Regions from separate parts of the Mus musculus genome. Here region 2 is linked to region 1. A link is a contact called in public Hi-C data. All regions are on one chromosome and are shown on one strand. The core of a region is the stretch at or near the end of the contact, and the rest is flanking DNA. Distances in the headings are between cores, read along the strand shown. Region 1 holds the start of 4930455H04Rik (RIKEN cDNA 4930455H04 gene). Region 2 overlaps Snx7 (sorting nexin 7).

Region 1 (7,504 bases), core at 3,494-5,993:
ACAGCAGTATCACTATTTCGTGGACATTGAGTACAGAAACATGACTGAGCAAGAGTCTCATTTACTGCTCTCTGGGTTTGCATCTAAGCCGTGTTTCCCAAGGCTACTCCCAGACAGGCATTGACGATGGCAGAAACACTAACACGAGCTCATTCCTGAAAGACCCAGGACCACCCTGATAGTTAACTTTGGCTCTAGCACTCTCAAGTGCCATGGCCAATGTTCCTTAGCCCGCCCTGCAGAGTCAGCTGCTCCCATACAACTTTCCCTCTCCCTTCCACTCAGATTCCCAAACTGTTCCAGCTCCAGCCTTTTCTGCTTGGTTCCCAGCCTCCTCTCATATACTCATTTCTCATAATAAAGTCTTGTCCATGTACCCTTTCTTGGCATTTGAGTCTCAGAGAATCCAGAATAATACAATCCCCTTATATATTGCATATTATATTTGGTGTTTTTATTGCTTACTAGAATATAAATTTCTAGAGAGGAAGAATTTGGTTTGCTTAAGAATCTCAAACACCTAGCTAGCACAGTAGTACAAGATGACCACTCGATAAACAAAGTCAGGATGAAAGACTGAGTGAACTTCAAAAATATTATCAGTTTTAACAATGTCAATTATGTGAATGAATAAACACAATATCTCTCAGCTTCCTCCTGAATTCCTCTTGTTTCCCTCCCTCCAGCCCCCAGCCCCCATAGAAAAACCTTTGCAGGAATGAGATCTGGGAGATAAATTGATTGTAGGAAGAGATCCAGATTATTAATTGGATGACTGCCCATTAATTTTGGCAAGTAAATGCCGAATTCTGACTGAGATACTTGTCTGCTTTCTTGTCCTTAACATCAGTCAGGGTCTGCAGATAAACAAAATCAAAAGCTTTGAAGATTTGATGGTTTGTTGTTGTTGTTTTGTTTGTTATTGTTTGTTTAAACATCTGTCCAGCAATAATCAAATTTGATCCCTTCCTAATTAATTCGATCTCTTATTCTCTACTCCTAAATGTCTCTTGAGAATGGAAAAACAAAACATAACTTTTCTCAAGTATGATTTCTGACTCTTTGTCAAATATGTTTTTAATCACATGTATGGTGGGGTATGTGAGTGTGCACATGAGTGCAGATACCTGCAGAGAGGCCTGTGATGTCCGCTCTCCTGGGTTTTCAGTGACAGGTAATGTGTGCCCCTGTCATGGGTGCTGGGAATCAAACTCAGGTCTTCTGGAAGAGCAATACTTGTTCTTTGTTGTTGTTAAATATTTATTTATTTTTATATATGTGAGTACACTGTTGCTATCTTCAGACACACCAGAAGAGGGGGGGTCGATCCCATTACAGATGGTCATGAGTCACCATGTGGTTATTGGAAATTGAACTCAGGACCTCTGGAAGAACAGTCAGTGCTCTTAACTGCTGAGCCATCTCTCCAGCTCCCAGACTCTTTTTTTATTTTAATTTTTTAATATTAGCTTACCAAGTAATATATTTCCATACAAGGTCTTCAAATGTAATTCCTTTTGATTGTTCCCCACCTCCCCATTCCCTCTCCCCATCTCTCTGACACCCCGTCTTTGCAGTGCCCTTTCTTCTCTGGCACTCTCCCGTTCCACTCACCTTCTTCCCTGCGCCATATAGGAGCTGTGGTTTGAGTAAGAATGGCCTCCATAGGCTCATATATTTGAATGCTTGGTCTGAAATTGGTGGTCTGTTTTTAGAAGGTTTAGGAGGTGTGGCCTTGTTGAAGGAGGTGTATCACTTGGGAGGGGTGAAGCGGGAGGACTTTATGGTTTCAAAAGCCCACCTCAGCCTCCGTCTTATTCTAATTACCTAGAGCCTGTGAATAAGATGTAGGCTCTCAGCTACTCCTCTAGTGCCATGGCTGCCTGCAGTCGTGCTCCCTGCCATGATAGTCATGAATTCACCCTCTGAAACTATGAGCAAGCCCCCAATAAATCTTGTATAAGTTGCTTTGGCCTTGGTGTCTCTTCTCAGCAGCAGAGCAGTAACTGAGACAGAGCCCTTCCTATTTTCCTCATGCTTATCCTTGCTGACGCCCATCTGTATTTACACATATTTAACAGTTAGAGGCCACAGTTCCCATATGAGAGAGAATATACAGTATTTGTCTTTCTGAGCCTGGGTTACTTTGCATGAAACAATGTTTTCTAGTTCCACTTATTTTCCTGCAGATTTCCTAACTTTGTTATTCAGTTATCCACAACTGAATAAAATGCCACATTTTGTTTATCCATTGATCTGTTGACAGACATGGAAACTGATTCCATGTTCTCGCTACTATGAAAAGAACTGCATTAAGCATGGATAGACAAGTGTCCTAAGAGTGGGATCTGGCATCCTTCAGGTGTATCTCCAGGAGCAGAACGGCTGGATCATATGGTAATTCTATTTTTTTGTAACAAACCTCCCCATTTGATTTCTCCTATGGCCACACCAGTTCACAATCCCACCACCAGTATCAGGTGTTTCCTCTTCCCCACATCTTTCCTAGATTTGTTGCCATTTCTCCATTTTCTTGATAGTAACCAGCTCACTCCAGTGATTTGAATTTCCCTGATGGCAAGAGATGTTGACCACCTTTTCAGATACCCGCTGGCCAATTTCTTCCTTTGAATTGTGTTTCTTTGGTTTAGATCATTGGTCCATTTATCAATGGACAACCTTATTTCTTTGGTGCCTAAGTTTTGATGTTCTTTCTATATTCTAAATACTAACCCTTTGTGATTTCAGATTCTTGAAAGCGATAATCTTGTTCTTCCGGTGACTGGCTCAGGGTGTGGCCTCTGTGGCTGGGGAGATCCAAATAAAAGTATGAAGCAATCTAAGGTCTATACGTTTCTGCAGAATAGAATAACACAAGGTTCTACCTAGAGTTTTCCTATCCGTCTATAAGCATCTCCGGGAGTTTGGCAGAGGAGGAGGCTTGGTCCAGCTCCCGCATGAAGATTGATTTAACCTTCAGCCCGTGTCTCTCTTTGCCCAGTGCCCTTGGGCATTGCTTGATGAATGGCTTTACAAAGTCAGACAGCTGACATCCCCATCCTGGCTTTGCTACTTATTAGCCATGTGGCAAATGATCTCCCTGAGCCTGTTGCCTCATTTTAAAATAGGAATAATAGCACCTATCTCTCAACACCCCTAAGATAAATAAGATGAGATGCATTTGTCTATGGACAAATATTAGCTACTACTATAACAAATATCAAAAGCACAAAGAAATGTACGCCAGTGTGTTCAGTGTCAGCCTTGTCTATTTAACCTCCCTGCCTGAATGGTGATATTAAAGGGCTGATCCAAACACATAATAATGTGGTGGATGGTAATTGGGGCTCACCACATCAACATGCACTTAAAGAATAGGTGGGAAAAAGAAAACAAAGTCCATTGCAAAGCTTCCTGGGCTCTGCTCTGACCTGAGTTTCCCCGGGGTTCACTGCCTTCCTTAAAGGGCAGGGACTGTCCACCCAGGGCACACTTTCACAGGCTCGCTCCTTGCTCTTGCATAACTTCAGGCTGTCAAAATGGGCACCTTCCTGAAATTGAAGATTGTCGGGGTTTGTTTTTTTGTTTTGTTTTGTTTTGTTTTTTGTTTTTTGTTTTTTGTTTTTTTTGAATGGGGTCCAAAAAAGGTGCTGCAGTCCCCAGATATCCAACATCAATCATCACGTTAACACCTTTGGGTTTTTTTGTTTTGTTTTGTTTTGTTTTGCTTTCCAAGACCTAAGAGTCTAAGGTCTCTGTCAGAAGGCTGCCTGCGGTGGGACTTTGAGAGGGGAGCTGAGCTTGATGCAAATATTCTACTCTAAGGGTTCTTCGGTTACTAAAGGAGCCATCACCATTACCTAAAGCCAAGCAGAGGGAGATAACAAACAAGTGACTTAGCACTTCTCTCTCTCTCTCTCTCTCTCTCTCTCTCTCTCTCTCTCTCTCTCTCTCTCTCTCTCATCCCCCCCCCCCCCCCGAGATAAACTAAGCGAGATAACTTTAAACACACACAGGCTCACAGGAAAACCTGGGCTGCCCGGACCCCGACACTCAGCACGGCAGCTCCCTGCGCCACTCCTGGAAAATAATGACTTGGGTAAGGAACAGTTAATAAGAAAATGTGTCTCGCTAACCGTGCACAGCACAACAAAGAGCTGGCAGCCCCTGAAGGAAAAGGGCTTGTGCGGCTGCCGTTCAAACTTGTCAGTCAACTCGTGCCAGCAGCCTCAGCGTCTGCCTCCCCAGTGCACCCTCATTACATGTGTCTGTCTGGCCTCATCTGTGCATGGGCTCTGAGCCGCTCCGCTCCTGACAGTTCGGAATTCTCTTCCTCTCTCCCTGCTGCAAAGAGCGGATTTCTCTCCGTGTCTCTTCTGTCATCTCCAGCTCCCCTCTCCAAGGACGCACCTTGATTTATGGTAGCTTTGGACTTCCTTCAGCGTCTGCCTGTCCTTGACTTCTAGAATGGAAGAAGCTGAGCTGGTGAAGGGAAGACTCCAGGCCATCACTGTAAGTCTACATAGAGTTTTAAGTCAGTAAGGTGGTTGCTTAGACAAACGGCACCGGCACCGGCACCGGCACCGGCACCGGCACCGGCACCGGCACAGGCGACGTTGCTAGCTGTCCTTGTCTCCCAGGCCTTCCAAGTAGAGAAACAGAACTAAGCCTTCGTGGACTCTGGTCTGCTTCTCTTAACCCTTGTGACCCTCCATGACACTGGGGCTTCAGAACCTGAGATCCAGGGAAATGGTTCTGGAATTTACAGATGGTGTTTGCATTCTAAACGATAATCAAGGGTTGTTTGCTTGTTTGCTTGTTTTTATAAATAGTTTGTAAACTCTCCTCACCTTCTGTGGATATCTGAAGTTTAGGGTTTTTTCTTCAAATTCCTTCTATCGGACAAATGTTCTTATAGATGCCTAACTGGAAAACTTTTCAAAGCAATGAATAGAACCCCCAAAAGTTTTTTTTTAAAGAGGTAGATCAAAAGGAAGAAAATCGGAAACATTTTTATTCATGTGTCAAAGTATATTCCAGACAAACCTAACTGAATTAAAGCAAAGCTTGGTGTATGTATGTATGCATATATATATATGCGAAGTATTAAAACAGAAGAAAAGTAGCGAAGGCACGCATCAGAGTAATTCTCGCAGATCAGTTTTCCAGTACAGAAGGACAGACATAGTCCGAATAAGGTCTCAATACAGGAGCCATGCACAAGATGGACTTGGAAAATATTTCCCTAATTCCGGGAAGAAAAGTAGTACACTTGATGTTTGTTCTGGGGAAAAAAAAAATCAAAGCAAGAAATGAGTCACTTTTCTTAAATGATACCATTCTTTTTCTCATTTGCTTCCAAACTGCTGTATGTGACGATAACCTGGAAGTCCCTGACCTGGTCATCTATCGTTATTAGCTGTAACTTTTGATAGCATTTTTGCAAGGAAAAGCAACTTGGCAAATCCACACCCCTGTGCGTCACATTTTCTGACACTGAAATTAACCGTCAAAAAAGAAGTAACTACTTTCTGAAAAACTGACACTAAATCAAGGTAGATAGGAGGTTATCCAACTCTTTGCTCCTCAAATTCTCACAATTAATTAAGCAAATCCTAATTTAGGTTTTGTTGTGCATACACACACACACACACACACACACACACACACACACACACTAAGGGAATATAGCGGGGGTTTTTTCCCTCCTACCCAGAAAGGATAAATAAAAACCTACTTTCTTCACCAGTGAAAAGGAGCCAAGAGTCCACTAAGCAGCCTGGGCACCTTTCTATAGAGAGTACTTTTTAATTTCTGAATTCTAATTACTGTATTTTTTCCTTTCATCTTAAAAACCTTGGCCTGGATTTTTGTTTGTTTTGTTTTGTTGTTAAATCCGGCCACAGCTTCAGCTGTCCTCCTAGAAGGGACAGGAACTCCACTGTGCTCTGTTGTTCTTGGCATGGCCCTTTCACATTACAGCTGTTGGCTAAAGGTTACTTCACTGGGCCGTGTGAGTCGCTCACAACTAGGTTCCATTTCTCCCCACGGCTTTACCTCCCGGATAACCAAATGAAACAGTTGACTCGGTGATGCACACAGACACCTTCTTCTGTGTCTCTGCTACTGAACTGGGGAACATCTTATTTTAAGGTCTTGCTAAGTGTGGTTTGCAGCTTAGAGCATTTAGTGAACTAGGGCATGGTCCAAGTAGATGGCGGCTGAGAGTTATTCAGAAAGCCAAGGAATTTTCACTGAGGCTTCAGGTGCAATTAGATATAGAAGATCAAAATGCCTTAAAAGGAATTGAGTAGGTAGGCAGGTTCCTGAATATAGAGATACTTTCACTGTTAAAATTAATAAACTTTTAAAAATTATCCCACGAGCCCAAACATATCCCTTTAGAGTTAATTAAGTCTTGGAGGTACAGTCACAAAACTTAGCTTGAAAGTAAAATTCTTGCTTAAAGCCTGTAGGGTAAAAACTGGCAAAAGTTTATAGGAACGAATTTCCATAAGCCTGCACCTCACAGGGCTCAGTCACATTTGTCACCACCTAGAGGGGAAATGGAGTAGTTCCTCCGTGTCCATGGAAACAATACAACCACTCTCCTCCTGCACACCCTGGGAAATGCCAGCTTACTCCGCCCTGGCCTTGCCCAGGAAGCCACCCCTGCTATTCTTTCTTCCTAGGAAAAGAAAACACACCGTACCCAGGGAACTTTCAAGAGTTATCTCATTTTTTGAAAGGCATTAAAATTACAAAAACTCAGAGATAATCTTTTAACTGCTCTCCTACACTGAAATAATTTTTATATATGTCCATGACGGCAAAGATGTTAATTCCCTAAGACACCAAGACTCAACAACACAGAGACTTCACTGTAAAAGGACAAGAACAACAAACATTAACACTGCAAGAGCTGTTTGATTTTTTTATTATTATTAAATTATGATTCTCTAACTTTTGGCAGTAAAATGAAATAAGCTGTAAATATTGTTCTTACTCCACAGGGTCTCAAGTAACTAAAAAGGTGTTCTTTTAACTACAAATAATTGAAAAAAATTCATCTTCATATAATTTGGCTGAACCAAGTAGCATTACGATAAAACTACTGTAACCCTGTGGTGACGCCATTCATTTCCCATACCAGTAAATTTTATTTTAAGATCATTCACAAATTTTTTCAATGGTTTAAAGACAATGAGGGCCAAATTATGAAAGGACTCAGAAAGGATTATTTTGAGGAGGACATTAAAGTCTGGATGCTCCAAATTGACTCTTTTAATTAATTACCTTCACATTCTGCCTTCATTGCTCCACCCCTAAAGCCACTCCTCATTTCCTGAGTTGATGACCAAAGTACTCGTTAGTCAATGAGTTCCATTCCCAGCTGTAATCGAAAACAGAGCAACCTTGCATTGACTAAATATTATACTTGGAACCTCAAGAGTCTCTTGAGGCTATTTTCAAGCTAGTATGCATTTAGCAAATAACTAATTTT
Region 2 (7,504 bases), core at 3,403-5,902, 840 kb before region 1:
CCTGTGTGCTGAGCACAGAGATGGGAAGCGAACTGGTCCACTGTTGTTCCCTTCCCAGTAATGGACAAGCTTCCTAGGACGTTGACATAGCTTTGAGTTTTCATGTCAAGCTTGTCCGTGAGTTGTAAGACTGTCACCGGGGATGGTGAGAGAAGCTGGGTTCTTTTACTCATATTTTTCCCCCAAACTGTAAATAATCTTCTCTTACAGTTTCTATTCCAATTCCCTTGGGAATAAAGGGAAACTAAGCAATGGGTCTCCCCTAACTTGATGGCCACAGCGGACTGAAGGTTGTGGCTCAAAAGGAAGGCAGCCACCCCTGGGCAGAGCTTACATAAGGAAAGGAAAGGACACGTCAAAGAAAGGAATGGTTATTAGCAACAGAAAACTCTTGTATTGCCCCTGGTTCTAAAGTAAATGCTTTCGAGCCGTTTTCCTTCATAAGTTTGATCCCTATACATCTTGGTTACTTTCCTATTACTATGAGAAGATGCCATGACCATCGTGGTGGAGCGGCAGGCAGGCATACATGGCATTGGTGCAGTAGCTGAGAGCTCATATCCTGAGATAACAACTGTGGGTAGAGAATGGATGAAGGGAGGGAGAGTGAAAGAAAGAGCATAGTCTATGTGAGTATATGTGTGTGTGTCTGTCTGTCTGTCTGTATGTATGTATGTGTATATACATATATTCCTAAGTACAACATGCTTGGTCTGTATAATGTTACTTTGTTTCAAGGTGGCCCTTTTATTATTGGATAGCCAGAAGACTCTCTCCCATCCTCAGTATTCCTTAGTTACCTGTGGTCCCTTGTGTAGCATTGTAGCCATAGGCTTTCCCCAACCATGTTAGTGTGTCTCTGAGTCAATGATGTAATGAAGATAAGTTATGTTTACTTTTAATATAGGACATTATAAAATCAGGAATCATGTGTTAAAGGTTTGATGATTTAATAGGCAATACTAATGCTTCTCTCTCTGAGAAGCAGGTATAATTTCCCCTACATTATTATTTTTTCTTTTTCTTTTTTAATTGAGACTAGAATCTTCTCTTGTCCATTACAGCTTGACCAGTTTCCCCACCGTCCACCCCTCCCAGCTCCTCTCCACCACCCTCTCCCCAAGATCCTTAAGGCTTTAATTTCCCTTCAAAAAAGGGCAAGCTTCCAAAAGACAACAATCAAACATGACAAAACAAGATAGAGTATGACAAGGCAAAAGCCCTTGTGCTGAGGCAAGGCAGCCTTCTGGAAGGAAAAAGGTCCCAAGAACAGGCAAAAGAATATATTTTTTTAAAAACAATGATAGACCATAGGTATTGAAGAAAGGTAATCTGTGGACATAAACTGTAGGGAAGCACCCCCCATCCCCTGCCCCAGAGCACAAGCATGCTATTATACACTTGCGATCCACCTGTGCTTCAGAGGACAACCTAAGTCAATAGATTCTTTATTCCCACCATGTGGGTCATGAGGACTGAGCTTAGCCCATTGGCCTCCGCAGCACGTGCTTTCCTGAGGCACCGTCTCACTGGCCCATCTACTCATATTTATATAACAGATGTTTTGATAGCACTGGAGTCAGTCAAGGCAATTAACTCCTCTAGAATTGTAATGCTGAAGTATATAAATTATTTATTAAAGTTATAACTCAGGAAACACATGTTCTTCTGACACATGGTTTAATGTTACATATAGTTCAAAGTTTTTAGGTTGTCAGAACAGTTTAATTTCTGTCATGTAAAGGATCCAGAACGCACCCCCTTCCCCCAGTAAACCTCAGGCACACCAGTGTTGAATGCAAGCTTTGCATTTCTTAAAAGCTCTCCAGCTTCACACATTTGTTTTTCTAATTCAGTATGTATTAGTATTTGTGCTAGGTGTATGTATACATGTACACAGGCCTGGATACAGAGACTAGGACCTTCGGGTGTTCTGCTCTATTAGTCTCTGTAGGGTCTCTCATGGAACCTATAGTGAGGCTGGCAGCCTTCAGTCTCTACCACCTACAATATGAGCTTGTCTGGCCAATCTCTGCTTTTTATGTGGATGCTGAGATCTGAACCCTCGCCCTGTGTTTTCACAGCCAGCCCTTGAGAACTTGGTTTTTGAGTTTCACATGAGTGTCTCCACTCAATCCAAGGTGTCCACAGAAGGAAAAAACTGAAAGAAAATTCTAACTTTAATTTTTTTTCAAACCCTAATTTTTAATGATGGTTCTTAAATGCTTTAACCTCCCCTTTAGTCCACCACCCACTAAAGGTAATGGAAAAGAAAGGATATGGGGGGAGGGGTGTTGGGGGGTGGACCTGTTTAGCAAGGTTCTTTGGAGCAGTTCCCATCTGTACTGTCTGGAAATCAGCAGTTCTCTTCACAGGTCAAAAGCAGCTGCTCGATCTGATCTACTCACAAACACTCACAGATATATCAGCAGTCCTGTTCAGCAGAGTCAGGTTAGCAGCATCTATGACCCAACCTAGAAGAGACAGCCAGGCCTCAGCACTAGTCAGCAGGAGGAACCAGCAGGAACCCAAGGAGAAGTTCTCACCTGTGCTTCTCTCAGTGAAGGGAAGATCAGCAAAGATGCGAGACGAACAAGCATTCGCAGCTAGCTGTACCAGCAAGCCAAGCTCCTAGGCAGCCAACACTGTCTGTTGAATCCCTTTTTATATTCCTCCAAACATCCCCATCCACGGGTCGTGACTCAGCTGGTACATCTGTCTCAGCTGATGCCCTTTCTCCTGTGTCTGCTTCAGCAAAATATTTCTTCATGAGTCTGCCTTAGCCTTTCACCTGTGTCCAGTTCAGGAAAATATCCCTTCAAGTGTTTGTCCCAGCAAATCACTATCCAACCCAACTGCCTTTCCAAAGAACCTGTAAGTTTCCATTTCAGAAAGGGCAAGTGGAAGCTTTTATCCGCTTTGTAAGTTATACATTGGAAATCTGCAGACCCGAGTAGAGAGTGGTTCAGCCTCTACAAGTACCTATCTCAGTACCCAGAGGATGCCCTTTCATAGTCTCTTCTGTGGGTATCTAACACTAACATGTGTAGTAAGGAACAGCTTGGTGTGGGTAGCCTATGATGCTACCTGAGACCATGGTGGGGTCCTAGCCAGTGCTGTTACTGGGGACCATGTCTGGGTTTGTGCATGGCCCTGCAGCAGCAGGAGTCTGTTACCACCAAAGGACAGGTGGATGTCCTTGGTCTGGACTGATGTCAGTTGACATGTTTAGGGGAGATGAGTAGATTGGGGTGCATGAGTTAAAACACACACACACACACACACACACACACACACACACACACACAGACATACACACATACTAAAAAGTTAGAAAAGGGAAAGAAAAAAAAAAAAAGCTTGGGTCCCAGGCATGTTGCTAGCATATTCCATAAGATCCTGTGGAGTAAGTACTGCTTTCTTATTTTATAGATTATAGATTAGGAAATTTACCCTGTGAAGTTTTTAGTCAGGACTGGACTCCTAGAACCTCAGAGCCTTGTAGTTTAAATCATTAGTATCTCTTGTGTGACTATGCAGTTTTAAATTTTAGACAAAAACTTGGGAGAATGAAGCAAAACTAACTTGTTAACATGCTAAGCAAGTCAGCCAAGGGAAGTGGACACTAAATGAGGAATGTCAGTCCTGTAGCCAATCGCATGTCCTCGAGGGTGGAGATATTATCAACTAGGCAGGTGCTTCACCTGCCCAGCACACAGACACCTTTCTCCCTCACCCTTGGGAGAACCCTGAGCATGAAGAAGCATTATGCTAATGATGTCATCACCTCTGAGTTTGATTACCTTTGATTGTTTACTACTTATGTGTTTTCATGTGCCTTAATTTCATCACATGGCAATTTGGAGCCATATTGAATATCTTTGGGAAGTAAAGGTATAATATGGATATTAAGTCTCTCCTAGAAAGCTGGCTCCCAATGACAAGGACCCTCCTTTTTCCTTACATTTGTTCTTGATCCCTTGATGTGGGTGGACCTATGCCTAACTCACAGTAGGCATTTTAAAATAAAGATCTGTATAGGAAGGAGCATTTCCTGCTAAAACCAATATTTAATTTCTTGTTTTTAAATAGAGTAAGAGCCTGCATTTTAGCAGCAAAAATGTTCTAAAAGAGTGTGGATAAAAGATCTATATCCATTAGTTGTACTTGCATGGATATATGTTTTGTAAATCTTTTTAAAAATGTAACAGAATTAAAAGTTATAAAAGTCGTTAGTGAAAAGGAGTCAGATTCTGTAGACTTCTGAGTTAGTTCCACTTCAAATCAGGGTTTGGGGTTTAAGGAAAAAAGACTCAGGGTGCTTTAGGACTTGGGAGACAAAGTGCTGAAAACATTAATAACTGTTAAAACAACTTAAGAGACCACAGTTGTGTAAAAGCTCCCATGAGGCCATGCAAAGGGGAGGCCGGTGTTGTGTTTTAGTAAATGTGACTAATGCGCTAGGATTTAGCCACTTTCTTCTCTCCACTGCACTGTATTTGTGGCACAAATCTTATGCCACAATGAGCAGAAGACGATACTGTGCCGGGGTCTGGGGAGCAGTGCTTCCTTAGTCACTGGAATTGTAGAATAATCCTCCAGACAATCTTAGGCTGATTGAAGGAAATAAACAATAATGTCCACTCCGACAAGCTAGTGAAGGGACTTTCCAGCTCCTCCTGGGACTCATACAAATGATGGAATAGAACACAAACCCCAAGCTTGTTTTATTTTCTCCATAATGGCTTCCTCTTACATCATTTAAAAATAACTAAATTTAGTCATCAAATAAACCTTAATTGGCAATAGGGTGATAAAAGTGGTTGACTTATCTTGGTGTCTAATTCCCCGCCCCCATTATTTTATTTGGTTTTTTTCTCTGTGATGTTGTAAATTCTCAGGCCTCACCAGACTTTAGTTTTGCTTTTCAAGAATAATAATTATCAGAAAGTATGTTCCAAGTTTGCTACAGTTTGTTCATATTCTCCTGTCAGAAAAAAAAATTCTTGAGTGAAAAATGCAGTTTATTCCCTCTTTATTATCCCGGTACAAAGAACTCCACAATTGAGAAATCCTATTTTAATAGTATCTCTTATGTGCCTCGAGAAACTTTGTGGTTATTGTATTGGTTTTATTTCTTATAACATCTACCATGTGCCCTGATCATTGTATAGTGTATTTATTAACAAAGTGAACAGAGACCATTACATCTTTTTCAGTATATGCTTTTCTTTTTTAAATATTTTATTTTATGTGTAAGGATGATTTCCCAAATGTATACCTCTGTACTAACTGTATCTGCTCCTGGAGTTCCCAGGGGCCCTCCCTAGGGCCTGGGATTCCCTGGCACTGGGATGACAGAAGGTTGTGAGCTGCCATTTGGGGTTCTAGCAATCAAACCCAGGTCCTCTGGAAGAGCAGACATGGCTCTCAATGATCGAGCATCTCTCCAGCCCCTTATCTGTATCCCTTAAGTTGATGAAGTGAGCTGCTTCTGAATTCTCTAATCACACACACACACACACACACACACACACACACACACACACTTTCCTTTGGAGTTTTGGTATGAAAGAAGGTCTCTCACTGTGTAGCCAGGACCTCAATGTGTAATCCAGGGCAGCTTGGAACTGGTGTCAGTCCTCTGGTGTCAGGTCTCTTAAGTGCCTATAAGGGAAGGACGCAGCAAGATCTATGAACTAGACGACTCTACAGGTAGAAAGAAATGTGTATTGGGAGAGCAAATTGCCAGGCTGCCTCAGAGAACAGAGGACAACAACTAGTGGGGAAAGCCTTGTGAGTGTCATGGGAGAGGTGGCATGGGCGGTAGGGGGAGAGCAGGGCAGCCTGAGGGTTAGCATAGGACTCTTGATCTGTCACAGGTTGTTAGGCTTAACCAGGAACTGGATGCCCTTCCCCAGGTCGTTGACTCTAGATAAGGGGTAGGTAAGGGAAGTAGCAGCTTTCCTGGGGGAACAAAACCAGCCTTTCTAGTACTATTCGTTTATCTTGTAAGAATCCTGTCTGAGATCAGTCCAGGCCTTCATCTAAGACACATGCTTAGCAGCACTGCCATTTGTGTTGCTTGGCCCTAACAGTGCTGAGATTGCAGGTGTATACCACCATGGAAGGCTTCTTTGGGGGCTTTGAATAGACAAAATTAAAGTTACTCTCATATCATATTTCCTATAACCTAGTCACTGTGCGTAGAAGGTTTTTCTGACCTTGTTTACATTTCTGAAATGGGTTCGATTCTAAGTTTACCAGATTTAATGATTCTATTTCATTAAGCATGAATATTGTTCAGACTACTTAGAAAAGGTAAAATGTTTACAATTTTCATATAACCCTGATATTGTAACAACTCAAAACAAATGATTATATCAGAGGTTATAATCAACAAATAGATGCAGTTTTATCTACTTGTGAATTGTAATGATATGAGCATTTATTTTATAGAACCCGTGTTTTGATTATGTACAAATGTACTAGCACTGTGTATATGTTGTTGTTAATTCTAGAAGAAATTAAAACAGCATTCAAGAGTAAAAATAGAAAGTGAAAAACCATGGGTAGTGGCCAGTTTCCAGCACTCCTCCAGAAACTTTTAGCTATAGTCATGTGGCCTTTTTGCTTTGGGACTATGGTGAGACAGAACACCATGTCCTGGGGAGGGCTATTCACCTTATGGCAATCAAGAAGGAAGGGGAGAAGCAGGGACAGAGGTCCCAACATCTGCCTCAAGGGTATGTCTCCATTGACTTAATTTCTCAATAGCCCCCTACCCCAAGGTTCCGCCACCTGCTAGTAGCACTAGAACAGGCAGCAACCTCAACCCATGGATCTCTGGGGGATGGTTCCCTTCCAAATGATAGCTTTTCTGAGAGGGTGAGAAGTCTCTTGAGAGTGAAGTGGTATCACTGCTGCTCTGCCATGCAAAGCCCTTCTCTGGGTGGGTCCTATGTTGTTTCCTCTCTTTCTTAAACTCTGTTATTTACTGACATATTTGGCTGTGCTAAAATACAATCAAGATGGCAGTTCACGCAACCTGGCACTTGTCAGCTTGACAAAAGCTACAGAATTAGTACCCGGAGTCGGGCTGGAGATTTCTACCTATCAGTGTCGCCTTGAGGTCTCCTATCTTGAGCTCTCTTGCCTTAGCAGCATTGAGCTTTACCATCCTTTTGTAAATGAATGGGTTTTAATAGCTATCCAACACTGTGACACTGGGGCAAGAGGGGCAGTTTGCAAGAATGGTCACATCACTACTGTTGCCTTGCCTTGGTTCTTACCCCACCCCGCACCCCCTCACCTACCCCCAACTCCCTGCACCTCCATTTCAAATTCTAAGCCACTCTGACTTTTCTCTGGGTGTCCATACCTAGATGGTCCCACTTCTGCCTTCCGGCCGTCAGTCTCTACTTTCCCTGTGATCTGTTGATTGAATGCTTTCAGGAACTCTTTGTTACACTCAAACCTCCCCATCAATCTTCCTTAAGATTGT

The links. Hi-C and Micro-C count contacts between places; a contact is called where the count stands out from the background.
Region 2: a contact with region 1 is called in a Hi-C map of adipose-derived mesenchymal stem cells, with 2.5 times the contacts expected there. The contact joins the enhancer-like site here to the promoter of 4930455H04Rik in region 1. A contact is called at or near these places in 2 of 39 promoter capture datasets (cranial neural crest and hippocampal neurons), 1 of 484 Hi-C or Micro-C datasets (adipose-derived mesenchymal stem cells) and 1 of 115 datasets of contacts at active chromatin or transcription factors (astrocytes).

The regions. Positions count from the first base shown.
Region 1 is chr3:116,965,506-116,973,009 of GRCm38.p6, reverse strand. It overlaps 4930455H04Rik (RIKEN cDNA 4930455H04 gene), which reads right to left and starts at 4,743. Exons shown (of 3, transcript NR_040596.1): 1 at 4,411-4,743; 2 at 2,734-2,807. It overlaps Palmd (palmdelphin), which reads left to right and starts at 4,058. Exons shown (of 8, transcript NM_023245.3): 1 at 4,058-4,512. The coding sequence starts at 4,468. It overlaps Gm52613 (a long non-coding RNA gene), which reads right to left and starts at 5,988. Exons shown (of 2, transcript XR_003954544.1): 1 at 5,738-5,988; 2 at 4,994-5,284.
Region 2 is chr3:117,806,314-117,813,817 of GRCm38.p6, reverse strand. The region is part of intron 7 of Snx7 (sorting nexin 7); the gene reads left to right. Among named protein-coding and RNA genes, the nearest start is that of Gm52614, 46 kb to the left of the region's middle. Within about 2 kb of position 4,652, at least 5 of the 459 cell types and tissues checked have an H3K27ac peak or open chromatin away from gene starts, as enhancers often do. A contact at or near this core is called in adipose-derived mesenchymal stem cells, where this site is marked.